4 separate regions of the Mus musculus genome follow, and all the other regions are linked to region 1. Evidence: chromatin contacts called from public Micro-C and promoter capture Hi-C data. All regions are on one chromosome and are shown on one strand. Each heading gives the region's core, a stretch centred on a gene start, on an enhancer-like site or on the middle of the called end of the contact. The rest is flanking DNA. Distances are from core to core; before and after follow the strand shown. Region 1 holds the start of Wfs1 (wolframin ER transmembrane glycoprotein). Region 2 holds the start of Crmp1 (collapsin response mediator protein 1). Region 3 holds the start of Bloc1s4 (biogenesis of lysosomal organelles complex-1, subunit 4, cappuccino). Region 4 holds the start of Mrfap1 (Morf4 family associated protein 1).

Region 1 (2,962 bases), core at 249-2,748:
CTATCCATTGCCACTGCATCACCACCAGGGACAAGGACACGTCTGGCATCTGTGTAGTGTTTCGGGGCCAAGATTGAACTAGGTCTCCTATGCGACCAACCCCAAACCTTCTGAAGGCATAAGGGAGGCTGGCACTGGGGTGTTCTACACGCTTGTACCTGGGAAAGAAGGCGAGGGGCATCTCTACCCAATCCTGCCTGTATCTGAGGAGGTCCAAGGAACATTCAGGAAGAAATTGGAACATAAACTCTCTCTAGATTCCTAGTTAGATGAAAAAGTACCTGCGAATGGCATCAGCACCAGAGAGACATAGGTCAACAGGTGAGGGAACTGGGGAGGTAGCCCCTGTGATCGCCATGGCCTTCAAGAGCCTAGGACATGGGTCCGAGTGAGGGTTGGATTCTAGAGAGGAAAGTCCCAGCCAACCACCTGGGGTCTTTGTCCAAGGTGACAGAGGAAGGGCTGCACCTGCTTGCCTGGGGGAGGGGGAGGGAATTGGAGGTGGGAGGAGGGGGTAGAGGTTCATTAGCTCTGTCCATTAGGTGTGTGGTCCTGTCCAGGCCCCAAATCTACTGAGCCTCTGTGTCCAATGGAAACTGTAAGTCCTACCCCTAGGACTAGGGGCCCGAGTACACGGTGGAGGGTGACAGTGTCAGGGAGATAGTTCCAAGAAACTAAAACGCTGTTTTATTGGACTCTCATATAAAGATAACTAACAAAATACGTTGAAAGGACGCAGCTCCATCACACCCAAAAGTGCAGGATCAGATTTTCCAGAAGGCTTCCAGTTCATCTGACCAGAACCTAAGTTCCTCTAGGTGCGGTGCATACCAGAGCTGGGGTCACACAATGGCCAGCAGGTACCTAATAGGGTGGGTAACTATGGGCGGGTCCCAAGGGTTCCTACCTCCTTTTCTGAGGACCAGGAAAGAGAAAGAAACAGACACACGGCTCCTGGGTGGGCTGAGCCCCCACGCGCCCCAGGAATCAGGTCCTTCATGGTCCTGGGTAGGGAGTCCAGGGATGTAGGTCTTGATGGGGCAGCTCTGGAGCGTGGGCAGCCTCTCCGACACGCTGTCCCCATCCGCAGCGCGGTCATGCAGGGAGATTTGCGGGAGTGCCGGGACTCCAGGGCTGAGTGAGAGGCGCACGGCTTGGGCACAACTGGCCCAGTTGGGGCAGTAGACGCCTCGGGCTCCGTGGAGCAGCGAGAGTCCTGGCCTCCAACTTCTAGCAACTTGGAGTGGACTTGGGGCTCTGCCACCCATCAGGGGAAACTGAGGCCGGGAGAGCAGCGCCACCCAGCGCTCCGAAACCCTCCCTGACACTGCGCGCCCAACGCCAAGGCCAAGGCCATGGCACAACGACCCTGAAGAACTTACCGGCCGCAGTGCTGGGCCTCCCAGCCCGCCGCGAAGTTGCTCCGAAACCGCGGAGATTGCAGCGGCCAGCTGAGCAGGCGGAGCGCGCGGCCCTACATTCAGCGCGGCCCCGGGAAAGGGGGCGGGGCCTGGGCGGGGCCTCTGCCACCCTCCATTCCTGCTGCGACCCAGGGAGACTCGGCTCGTTAAGTCGCCGGCAAGCCTGCCAATCACTATGTGCTGTCGCGAATCACGGAGCGCCTCGCCTTGCAGCGACTTGCTCTCTTGGGTCGCCAGGAGGACAGATGGCGGCGAGAGGGCGGGTCTGGCCGGCCCACAGCTTAAGTTTCCGAGTGGACTCGGCCCCGGCCCTGCCCCCTCGCCGCCCCGCCTCCAGGACATCTCTTTCCTGACCCAAGCTTGTAAGCCTGCTGCTTAACAGGTGGTTGGACCCAGGAACAAGTCTCGCGCCACCTTTGGCCCGCCTCTGCATCGTGAGGCCCCATCTTCAGACTTCAGACCGGCTATTACAATACTGACTAAGGTCGCGCACTTCGTGCCAGGCGCCCTAATTCCGACGCATTGAGATACACAGAGGACTCCCCAGTGTAGCAGCGAGTACAAAAAGTGTGTGTGCACGTGCTACCAAGTACTGCCTTAAATGATCAAAACCCAAACCCAAAAGCAGTTCAGCACTCTTTAAAGATTAGCCAGACGATAATGCCAGGCTCAGGCAGTTGGAAGCCCCTCCCCCCTCCTTTTTTTTTTTTTTTTTTTTTTTTTTTTTCCTCAGGAGTGTCTGAGAGGTGTGGTTTGGAGATCAAAACTACAGTCTTGTTTCCGTGCTCCTTCCTTTCCTGAACCGCACATCTCACTGCACCTGCCCCGGTGATCTGCACCAACAGGTCAGGCTGACAGAGACAGCATCACCATCTTATCAGGAGGAGGTTGCTCACTGAACCACTACAACCAAATACTTTGATTCTGCACCTGCTCAGGGTCTAATCTCAAGTACCCCAGCTAGGCTCACAGAGGAAGGAAGCTTATCCCAGCAGAGTGACTCTGTCCTGCCTCCATCTGGGGCCCTTTCAGAAGCAGAGATTTTCAGGTTCACCCCCTAAGTGTGGGGTGGCTGTTTCGGGGCGAGGTGGGGCAAGTTCAAGAAGCAGGAGCACCAGATGGCAGTGGCTTTTTCAGAACTATAGCCTTGCCTTACCAAAACAAGTTGCTAGAGCTGCTGGAGGGGTTACATTAAAAAAAAAAAAAAAAAAACTTCTCCCAATATGGAAAAGGAAACGTGGCCTCTGCCATAGCAATTCACATTTCCATGGTAACTAATTGTCTTAATGCATTTTCTGTTGCTATGACAGAATATCTGGGACTAGGTAATTTGCAAAGGAAAGAAGTTTATTTGGTTCATTGTTCTGGGGGGTGGGAGAAGCCAGGACCAGGCAGCACATGGCAAGGGCCTTGTCCTGCATCAACGTGTGCAGGAAAACAGAGAGAAAGGTGGGTGGCACCAGAAGAGTAGAAAACATAAGGCGCCACTCTTTGTAACTAATTAGATGACAGTAATTAATGCACCCCTCCAAAAGACATCA
Region 2 (2,962 bases), core at 202-2,701, 250 kb after region 1:
AGTCCTCTGGTTAAGGTCTCAACAGTCACGTTTACTGTCTGTCTGGAGTTCTCCAAGGTTGGCTACAGACTTCTCTGACCTTTGGTGGGGTGCTGAAAGGACAGCTCCTAGCCCGGGGAAGCTAACTGAAGGGACAGATGCTGAATCGGCTTCCTACTGTTCCCCAGCAATCCTGATTGCCAGTTTGGACTTGTCTGCCTAGGGGGCTGGCAGCTTGTGAGCCTTCCATCCAGAGAGCACAGCTGAGATTCCTGGGTCCCCAGGGAATCTCATAACCCCTATGCTAGAAAGTCATAAATAAATGAGGGGATCCCAAGTCTCCATACTTCTTCCTGGTTAAAGAAGCCCCTCAAGTCTAGACATTAAGCTCCAGGCATAGTTGGAGTGGGCTGTATTCAGGATGTGGGAGCTGCCCATAGATGGAGGCTATCGTCTGGGTCATTGCCTACTGCCTGTGTGTCTATCCCTGCATATTTGTTTCCTAAGTGTTCTGTTCAAGAGTTCTTCCTTCCCTCGTGTCTGGTAGGGATGTGCACGAATTCCCTATCAGCAGTCTACAGGCCTGTGTGTGAAGGAGCCTTTGTGAGGTTGCTTTTGGTAGTGGTGTGGAAATTCTTTACCCTGAGATGTTGTTGGGCTGTGTATCCAGCACGAGTGTGAGTCATTGGTTCAGTGACAAGTGTCTGGGAGTGTAATGCTAACATGACCTCCTTGCTATGGGATAGGAACCTCTGTTCCTGAGTGCTGCAGGCTGCATTCTCTATCATACCTTTTAGAAGCTGGCCCTTGACACCAGGGATTTCATTCTACTCTTAGTCCTGTGCCCAGCACCTACACTAGTGCCAGATCCTATCAGGCAATCAGTGTAGTAGTGTCGAGTGAGCCAATGGGGAGTTGGATGTGTATGCCTCTGACTGTGCATCTAAGATCATTTAATTTTTGTATGATTTTTGGTGGTGCGTGGGGTTGCCTGACAGGGAATCTCTGGTGTGCGCGCGCGAGCGTGTGTGAGCGTGTGCGTGTGTATCTATGGTGTGCTAGCTGTCTGGAGGGAGCGCGGAGGTACCTGATTTGGGTGTATGTACCATGTACAGACATGCTGATGTCTGTGCAACTCTTGTTTGTGAGGTGAAGCTTAACCGTGTGTACGTGCGTGTGTGTATGTGTGTTGTGCACCCGCGCACCGCCCCCACCCCGTCTCTGCCCGCGCCCTGCGCTCCTTCTAGAGGCGGAGAGCCGGGTGCGTGGAGGGCACTGCGGCTCGGCCGCCCGCCCTCCGCGCTGCGGCTACTGCACGTCACCATCCTCCCCGCCCCGGCCGCTGTCCCCGCCTCCACGGTCCTTTGTAGCTGGCAGTGGCGCTGGTCTTGGTCACCGTAGGCTCCGCCCCGCCCCGGCCACGCCCCTCGCGGGCCACGCCCCGGCCCTTCCTCCCTCCCTCTTTGCCCGACCGCAGTCGCGCTTGGGCCGCCGCGGGCCCGCACCGAGGCGCTCAGCGCGGAGCCAGCGGTGGCGAGAGCTGACCGCCGGAGACGGGGATGGCGGAGCGGCGGCGCGCGTGGAACACGGAGGACGACCTGCCGGTGTACCTGGCGCGGCCAGGCAGCGCGGCGCAGACCCCGCGCCAGAAGTACGGCGGCATGTTCGCCGCCGTGGAGGGCGCCTACGAGAACAAGACCATCGACTTCGACGCCTACAGCGTGGGCCGCCGCGGCTCCGCGCGCACACCACGCAGCGCTGGCCGGCCCGACGCCGTGGGCCTGCCGTGCCCCGGCGGCAGCGAAGACACGGCCAGTGATGTGAGCGAGCCCTCGGGCTCTGCTGTCAGTTCGCCAGGCGATCGCGATGACAGACCGCCAGCGTTGCGCATCCGATGTCCTGCGCCCCGCGACCTGCCACTCGGCCGGGACAATGGCCAGGTACCCTCGGGGCACGTGGGCCGGACGTGGGGGGCGGGGCCCTTGGAGACCCAGGGCTTGGGTGGCGCGAGGGCGAGTGTGGGGGCCCCGCTGCCACCAGGTTCTGGGGGACTGCTACGGCCCCTCCCCCACATCATCCTACAAGAGGTTCAGAGAGGTTGTAGGATAGGCCAGGGTTGGCCAGCATAGCCTCAGAAAGCCAAGCCAGGTTCTGAGAGGGGAAGTAAGTTGCTGCAGCTGCCGCTAAGGGACCTGTAAGGTGAATTTAAGCCTCGTTCACCTTCTGGGGTTCTGTGAAAAGGTGAGCATTCTCTGTCTTCTTCCATCTATCTATCCGCTCACCCAGTGATCGTGGACGCTTAGGCTGCACTTGGCTCTGGGAGAGGTTCACGGAATGACTCTGTTCATACAGCTGCTCCCGCCCCTCCCTGGGGGGACGATGTGGTTAAGGGTTCAGATGCTGGGCAGTAAGAAATCATCCAGGACACTCCTGGATGTGTAAATTGGAGGCGAACCCGGGATTTGAACCCAGGCGTATGGACTCCCCGACTTCCGAAAGTGAGGAGGGACCTCAGGAAAAGACATGACCAGGGCTTGGGCTTTAGAGATTTTCTTCCCTAAGTTGGAATTTACCAGGGAATACGGATGGTCAGACAGAAGAGTCCTGGACAGGGTGGGTGAGGTCAGAGCCACGTGTCTGGGAAACAGAAGTTGGAGCAGCTCTGGGAAGCTGTCCCTTGAGCTCTGGGCTGGGCTGGCTCGGCAGCCTGGCCCCACCCTCCAGAAGTTCCCTGGCTGGGGAGAGAGAGCTGTGGACTCATTTCAAGAATTAAGTTCAATCAGGTCGAGAGTGATCAATAAATGCTTGCTATGGAGTTTTATCATCATTCTCGGTTTAATTAATTAATTCGCCCTTTCCGTTAACACTATGAGAAAGTGAACCCAGAGGAAGAGTTTGAACAGGACTGTAATCTGGACAGGCGTTTTGAAGAAAATGGGCTGGTCTGAGGGCGGTGTTCTTGCTTCGGCTCTGTCGCCTGCTC
Region 3 (2,962 bases), core at 325-2,824, 240 kb before region 1:
AGACTCAGCTGAGTACTACCTGGGAGAACCAACTTAGGAAATAGTAGTTTGTTGGTAAGGGACCCGTGTGCCCCAAAGTGAAAGAACAAAACCCTTCTGCTCAACGAGACTCGGGGGAAGAACCGCAGAACTGTGAGAAGAGCAGCGAGGTTGGCTCTTCACACAAACCTTCCAAAGAAGGAAGTTGCCTTTTCTTACCCCACTACTAAAAACATGAACGACAGGCTCATTTCCAAACAAACTATGGTAAATAATCTCCAGAAGGAAATCTCTGCCAAAGAAATTTAACATTTTAATTGATGTGCTATAAATAGAACACTGACAACCATACATTAATATTCTTGCTTTGATAAACTAAGCTTCCAGTCAAACTGTCAAATACAACTTCAGGACTCCCTGCAACAAAACGCCCAGTTTGCTATCTTAAGAAACTGTCTTCTTTCCTTTGGCTTACAGTCTACACCATAGAAAATTGAATATAATACAAAACAATTTACTATCTATCCCAGAAGGCTACAGAAAACTGAACCACTGTTAGGATTTAATAATACAGCTTTAATTTCTTGGGCACTTTTGATCATATAAATATATAAATCTTAACAAGGAAACACTGTTCACTGTAATAAAGGCCATAAAAATAACAGCTCTGCCGTATTGCACCGATAAATTAATTCAGTTGGCTTCCCCAGGTCCCCACCAAAGAGCTTTCGAATCCGAACTGGAAGACATAGAGACCTACACTCTTGGCATCGAATACTGACGATGTCAAGTCGTTTGCAGAAAATAAACTTTAACCTTTCACATCCCGGCATCACATACGCCAGTTCACAGGATTTCTTAACACTTGGGACAAGAGTCTCGCTGGAGTCCTCATGCGGTGGAGGCGCACACGCTCAGAGCTGCGGTCTGTCACCGCAGCCAGGGAAGTGGTCCTCGGTCCGAAACAGGACTGGCGGCTCGTACGCCGCGCGCTGGGGCCCGCTGGGCGCCGACCTGAAGAGAGCGGGGACGCTGATGGTATGCAGCAGCCTCCGGAAGGCCCGCGGGAAGGTCCCCAGCTCGGCTTCGGCCTTGGCGACCTGCTCCTCCATCCTGGCCACGCTGCTCCCGATCATCCGCACGAAGGCCTCCAGCTTGTCGATCCGGCCGTAGATGCGCCTCATCTCGGCCGCCTTAGCGTGGATCCGGGGCACGCCCTCGCCCACCACATGCGACGAGTCCCCGCGGATCATGTCCAGCATGCCCACGAACTCGTCCACCTTGGCCAGCAGCTCCTCCAGGCTGGCGTCCAGCGCCTCCACCTCTGGCCTCGGTCCCGCGCTGGGCAGCAGGCTGGAGGCGTAGCCCGAGGCGGCGCGGCGCAGCAGCGGCAGGTCGCGGCCCGGCGCGTCCTCGGGGCCGTCATCGTCCCACGGCCCGGACGCGCTGCTGTGGCTCTGCGAGACGTGGCCGCTGTCCCCGCTCCACGCGGCGCCCAACGGCTCGGCCTCCTCGGTAGAGACCTCTCGAGACAGGGTTCCGACGGCGGGTCCTTCCTCCATGGCCCGCTCGGCCGCTTCCGGTGCTGAGCGATTGCGTTACGGTCTGAGATGCCTGCTTCCGGCGCCTCCTAAAGACGTCACGCCCCTAACAAGTAGCCAAGCCTACTATCCACATGCCCAGAGAGCCCGCAGTGCTTCTGGCTGGCTTGTCGGTGCGTTCGTAGTGTGTGCCAGCAGAGTTTGCACAAGTTAGTAATCCAAAGAGGGTGACAGACGATTAGAGGATAGATAGAAAGATGGGTAGATGGCAGATAGATAATAGATGACAAATAGATTAGACCAGTGGCACAGGCCTTTGGTAGCAACACTCAGGAGTCAGAGGCAGACAAATCTCTTAAATTCAAGGCCAGCCTGGCCAGTTTCACGCCACCAAGGGTCCTGTAGTGAGGCTCTGTCTCAGACAGACAGACAGATCAATAGATAATGGAATGATAGGTAGATTGGTGGTAAATTGACAAATGATAGTGTCAGAGAAATACATTGAAGCAGAGCTGAGGCTGTCCATACCGTCACAGCAGGTTACCTCTGTTGCTCCACCTGCCCTGTAGCCAGCCAAGGCTAAATCTCCGTAGATGGAAGGATATTCCAAAGCCCTGTCTAGGAACTGGGGGACTCCAGGTGTTTGAGCTCAAGAATAATACAAAGAACTTCTCATTTTTATTATTAAAGGAAGCAAAATATGAGGTGACATTTATGATTAGTTTTAGCAAATACAAGTACAGAAAATATACCTGGTGTTATCATCTTTGGTCTTGTGAAAAGAGCCAAGAATATCCCTCCTATTTGTCTTTCCCACAGAGATAACGGGGACATGCCAGGGCATTTCCTGCACGTCCTTGCGTATCCTCTTATCACAGTTTATGTAATTCTTTCTAGAAGGCCACCTTGTGGGAAGAACATCCCACACAATGGCCTATCCGTAGTTCACAGTAAGTTCACAGCTCTCTTAGACTTGTTCCCACATCTATCCACTGTGTAGTACCCACCAGCACCCATGTGAGGCTCCAGCCTGCCTCTTTTCCCTTACCAGCGATAGCAAAATAAACTGTAAGCAAAAGCAAGAACAGTGGAACACAAAAGTCAACCTAACGAGTGGTCATCTCAGCCTCCTCACAAAAGAAGTACTCTCACCCAAGCATGGATTCCATCACAATGCTACCAGAAAAACAAACAAACAAACACAAAAACAAGGTAGGAATAAATTCTTAATATTCATAGAAACATCCAAGGTGGCGTCTCTGAGACCCATGCAGTCTGGCAGGTCCTTGGGAAACTTAGGGCCTTATTCTTCAACATTGTCAAGTGAAGACAGGCATAAAGTAGAGATGCCCTTGTCTTGATGGGATTTGTAGTGGGTATTTTGTCCAAATGGCCTGGACCCCATTGTCAGGAGACGTAAACCAGATCCCCAATAGGGAACA
Region 4 (2,962 bases), core at 320-2,819, 190 kb before region 1:
TCTCCCATCCGAGGTTCCATTTCTTTTAGAAATGAGTTAGGCTGTCCCAACAAACTCACCAGGCAGGTTACAATAGATAGTGTAGCACATAAAATTTAAATTTTGCACAAAATACATCTCTCCTCCTTTGGTCTCACACAGAAATTAAAGTCCCCCAATAGAAACAATACTATCCTCCGACCCTTCTCCCAGGTCATCAGTCCTAGCCATGTAAGGCCCATCCACTGTCCCGGATGAAGTCTGGTCTCTTCTGCCATTGCTGCATGGAGTCTTCGAGAATTAACACAGCTCCTTCAGAACTTTCAGAGGCGGTGAGCTTCAACTCTGAGTCTCAAGTGTCACAGAGATTCAAAGTTCAGGGAGCTATCAGGTCACCCAAGAAAGAGCAAAGCACCTCAAAATTTAGGAACAACAACCAAAGGCCAGGAATGAACGTTATTCAACTGCCACAGGGCTTACAATCTAGGCCCTAATTCCCGTATGTGAGCGCATTTTCCAAATCAAAGTTATTTCCCCCAAACAAACAAAAAAAAGGAACCACCGAATAATCAAAAACTCATATCGAGGTCGTCAACCGCAGACCATAGCAGAAACGTAGTGTCAGTGAGAAACAGAGGGAAGACAGAGGGGAAAAGAAAAAAAAATAAGAAGGAGATAAAAAAAAAAAAAAAGGAAAACAAAAGGCTCTCTGGTTTCAGCTTCTCCAGGGTGTCATGTCAGCCAATCGCCATCACTCAACCAGAATCCATTGGCTGGAAACCTAAGGCACGGGCGGGAGAGATTCATCACCGAGAGGTTAATCACGCTGTCCGGACAGCAAAGCAAATACCCGGCCCCCTTCTGGACGCTGTCTCACTTAGGGCCCCATGCTCTCCAGCACCATCTGGAAACTTCCACGGTCTCCCCGCCGACGATTTGCTATTACTCCTTCCCCAGGGGGGGCCTAGTTTACTCCCGAGGCGACAAGCCAGCCTCCTCCCCCACCGTCGCCCACGCCCCGCCAGGCTCCCGCCCTTACCGCGGCCGGCTCCTCACGAAGACTCGCTCTTCTCTATCCGCCGCACGAGCTGCACCAGCATCTCGGCCATCTTCGCCATCTCCTGCGCCTTCTCGTCGGCCTTCTCCGCCCGGGGGCCGCGGGGCTCGGCGCCGCCGGCACCCTGCAGGTGGTTGAGGGCGCTCTCCTCGGAGGCCTCGACCTGCGTCTTGATCTGGATCAGCATATTGTCCATCTCCCACAGCTTGCCCCGGTTGCGCGCCGGCGCGCGCCCGCGCTCGCGCGTCAGCGACGCGATGTCCTCGCGCATCTCGTGGATGACGGGCAGCAGAAACTGCTCGAAGTCCTCCTCGGGCTCCAGCACCTCCACCTCCTCGGGCTCCGCCAGCTCCACCGCGTCCAGGGGCCGCATCGCCGCTGCTCTGCTCGTCTGCACGACCCTCACGGACGGAGCTCGGGCCGAGTCCTCAAAACTTCCGCCGCCGGTCCAACTTTCCGCCTCGGAGAAGCCACGGAGACGAGTGACTGCCGAGCGGGCGAGCGACGAACAAAATGGAGTCTCAACCGTCAACCAGCGCTCGGCGCTTTGCGACCCCTTTCACGACACCTCCGCGCCCCCTCTTTACGGCCGCGCTGAAAGGGGCGGGCGCGCTCGCGTCCACGAAGGGGCGGGGCGAGCGCCTCTGCGGCCGCGCGCTGACATTAGGTCGGCCTCCCTTTCGCAGCTTTTGCAGCTGCTCTGGGTGATGCGAAGTTCGTCCCTTCCTGTATCTTATTCCGATTTTATTTATTTACTTTTTGAAACAGGACCTCACGCTGTAGCCAAGGCTGGCCTGGAACTCAATTATTTGGCTTAAACTGATCTTGAACTCTAGGCAGTCCTCTTGCCGTAGCTTCCCGTGTCGCAGGTGTGAGCCACCGCACCCGACAAGTTTACTTTTAAAAAAGAAAAAGAGCCCGCCTTTAATTCCAGCACCTGGGAGGTAGAGGCGGCAGGCAGACCGATCCTTGAGTTTGAGGTCATCCTGGTGTACATAGTGAGTTCAGTACATAGACCCTGTTTCAAAACAAATCAAAACCACCAAACAAACAACAACAACAACAACAAAAACAGTTTTTCGAAACTGGGGAAAGAGGAATCTTGGAAAGCCATGTGTGGACAGTCATCCTGCTCATAGCTCCGCCCCTTTGGTTAGTTTAAGTGAATTATCATATCTTGATTGACGGAGTGGCTGGGTGTGTTTTTACCTGACAGAGCTCCTGGCTTCCTAAGGTGAAACTATTGTCTGATGCTTTCTGAGGCCCCAGGTCACATTCAGTTGGTGATCACTTGCTGTGGAAAGGACAGAAGTTGGCTCAGACGACTACATTTGCGTAACTGTTACTCAACCAACACTGAACTTTAAGGGGAGATGCCGAATTCTTAGTCTACGATCAGACAGTACTTTCTCAGGAATCTAAACTATGTATCTCACTGGTTTTCTAACCACAAGTCGTGAAACCATTTTGCAAAAACCAACCATAGGCATATATAAAGTGCATATCTTTAATTGGACTCTACACTCAGTGGCTTTTGTTTAAAAATAATCCAGGGTAAGAACATGAATAAGCAAATGGTTCAGAGGACAATGGGATACTGTTGCACACTGCATCAGGATACTTAGACTGCAGAACCCTGACATGGGGAAAGGCTGGTATACATTGATCCCAGGAAATTCTCTTCTTTCTCTCCCTCTCGCTACTACTCTCCCTTCCCCTCCCTCACCCTCTCACTCTGCCCCTCCCTCCCGTCTTAATTGGTGGGAATGTGATCTCTATGGCTAAGACAGCTTCTACTGTACAACCCAGCAAATTAGTTGAACCCATGAATCCACCCAAAACCCTGCACATGGATTGTACCCATTAGTGATTCCCTCTGAGTTACCAATAATGTATCAGTGTCACATTAAGGAAAGAAACAGAAGC

The links. Promoter capture Hi-C pulls out the DNA fragments that hold promoters and counts their contacts. Hi-C and Micro-C count contacts between places; a contact is called where the count stands out from the background. Capture Hi-C pulls out chosen DNA fragments and counts their contacts.
Region 2: a contact with region 1 is called in a promoter capture Hi-C map of adipose tissue. The contact joins the promoter of Crmp1 here to the promoter of Wfs1 in region 1. A contact is called at or near these places in 3 of 484 Hi-C or Micro-C datasets (cortical neurons and embryonic stem cells) and 2 of 9 other capture datasets (adipose tissue and embryonic stem cells).
Region 3: a promoter capture Hi-C map of liver shows a contact between it and region 1, with 2.8 times the contacts expected there. The contact joins the promoter of Bloc1s4 here to the promoter of Wfs1 in region 1. A contact is called at or near these places in 3 of 39 promoter capture datasets (hippocampal neurons and liver), 4 of 484 Hi-C or Micro-C datasets (the N1E-115 cell line, cerebellar granule neurons, cortical neurons and 1 more) and 1 of 9 other capture datasets (liver).
Region 4: a Micro-C map of embryonic stem cells shows a contact between it and region 1, with 3 times the contacts expected there. The contact joins the promoter of Mrfap1 here to the promoter of Wfs1 in region 1. A contact is called at or near these places in 1 of 39 promoter capture datasets (liver), 6 of 484 Hi-C or Micro-C datasets (CD4 T cells, embryonic stem cells, neutrophils and 2 more), 5 of 115 datasets of contacts at active chromatin or transcription factors (effector CD8 T cells, embryonic stem cells, epiblast stem cells and 2 more) and 2 of 9 other capture datasets (adipose tissue and pancreatic islet).

Annotation. Positions count from the first base shown.
Region 1 is chr5:36,987,484-36,990,445 of GRCm38.p6, forward strand. It overlaps Wfs1 (wolframin ER transmembrane glycoprotein), which reads right to left and starts at 1,499. Exons shown (of 8, transcript NM_011716.2): 1 at 1,383-1,499.
Region 2 is chr5:37,240,607-37,243,568 of GRCm38.p6, forward strand. It overlaps Crmp1 (collapsin response mediator protein 1), which reads left to right and starts at 1,452. Exons shown (of 14, transcript NM_001136058.2): 1 at 1,452-1,919. The coding sequence starts at 1,539.
Region 3 is chr5:36,747,105-36,750,066 of GRCm38.p6, forward strand. It overlaps Bloc1s4 (biogenesis of lysosomal organelles complex-1, subunit 4, cappuccino), which reads right to left and starts at 1,575. Exons shown (of 1, transcript NM_133724.3): 1 at 270-1,575. The coding sequence starts at 1,541. The coding sequence ends at 894.
Region 4 is chr5:36,795,185-36,798,146 of GRCm38.p6, forward strand. Mrfap1 (Morf4 family associated protein 1) reads right to left here and starts at 1,570. Exons shown (of 2, transcript NM_026242.3): 1 at 1,019-1,570; 2 at 1-760. The coding sequence starts at 1,409. The coding sequence ends at 1,032.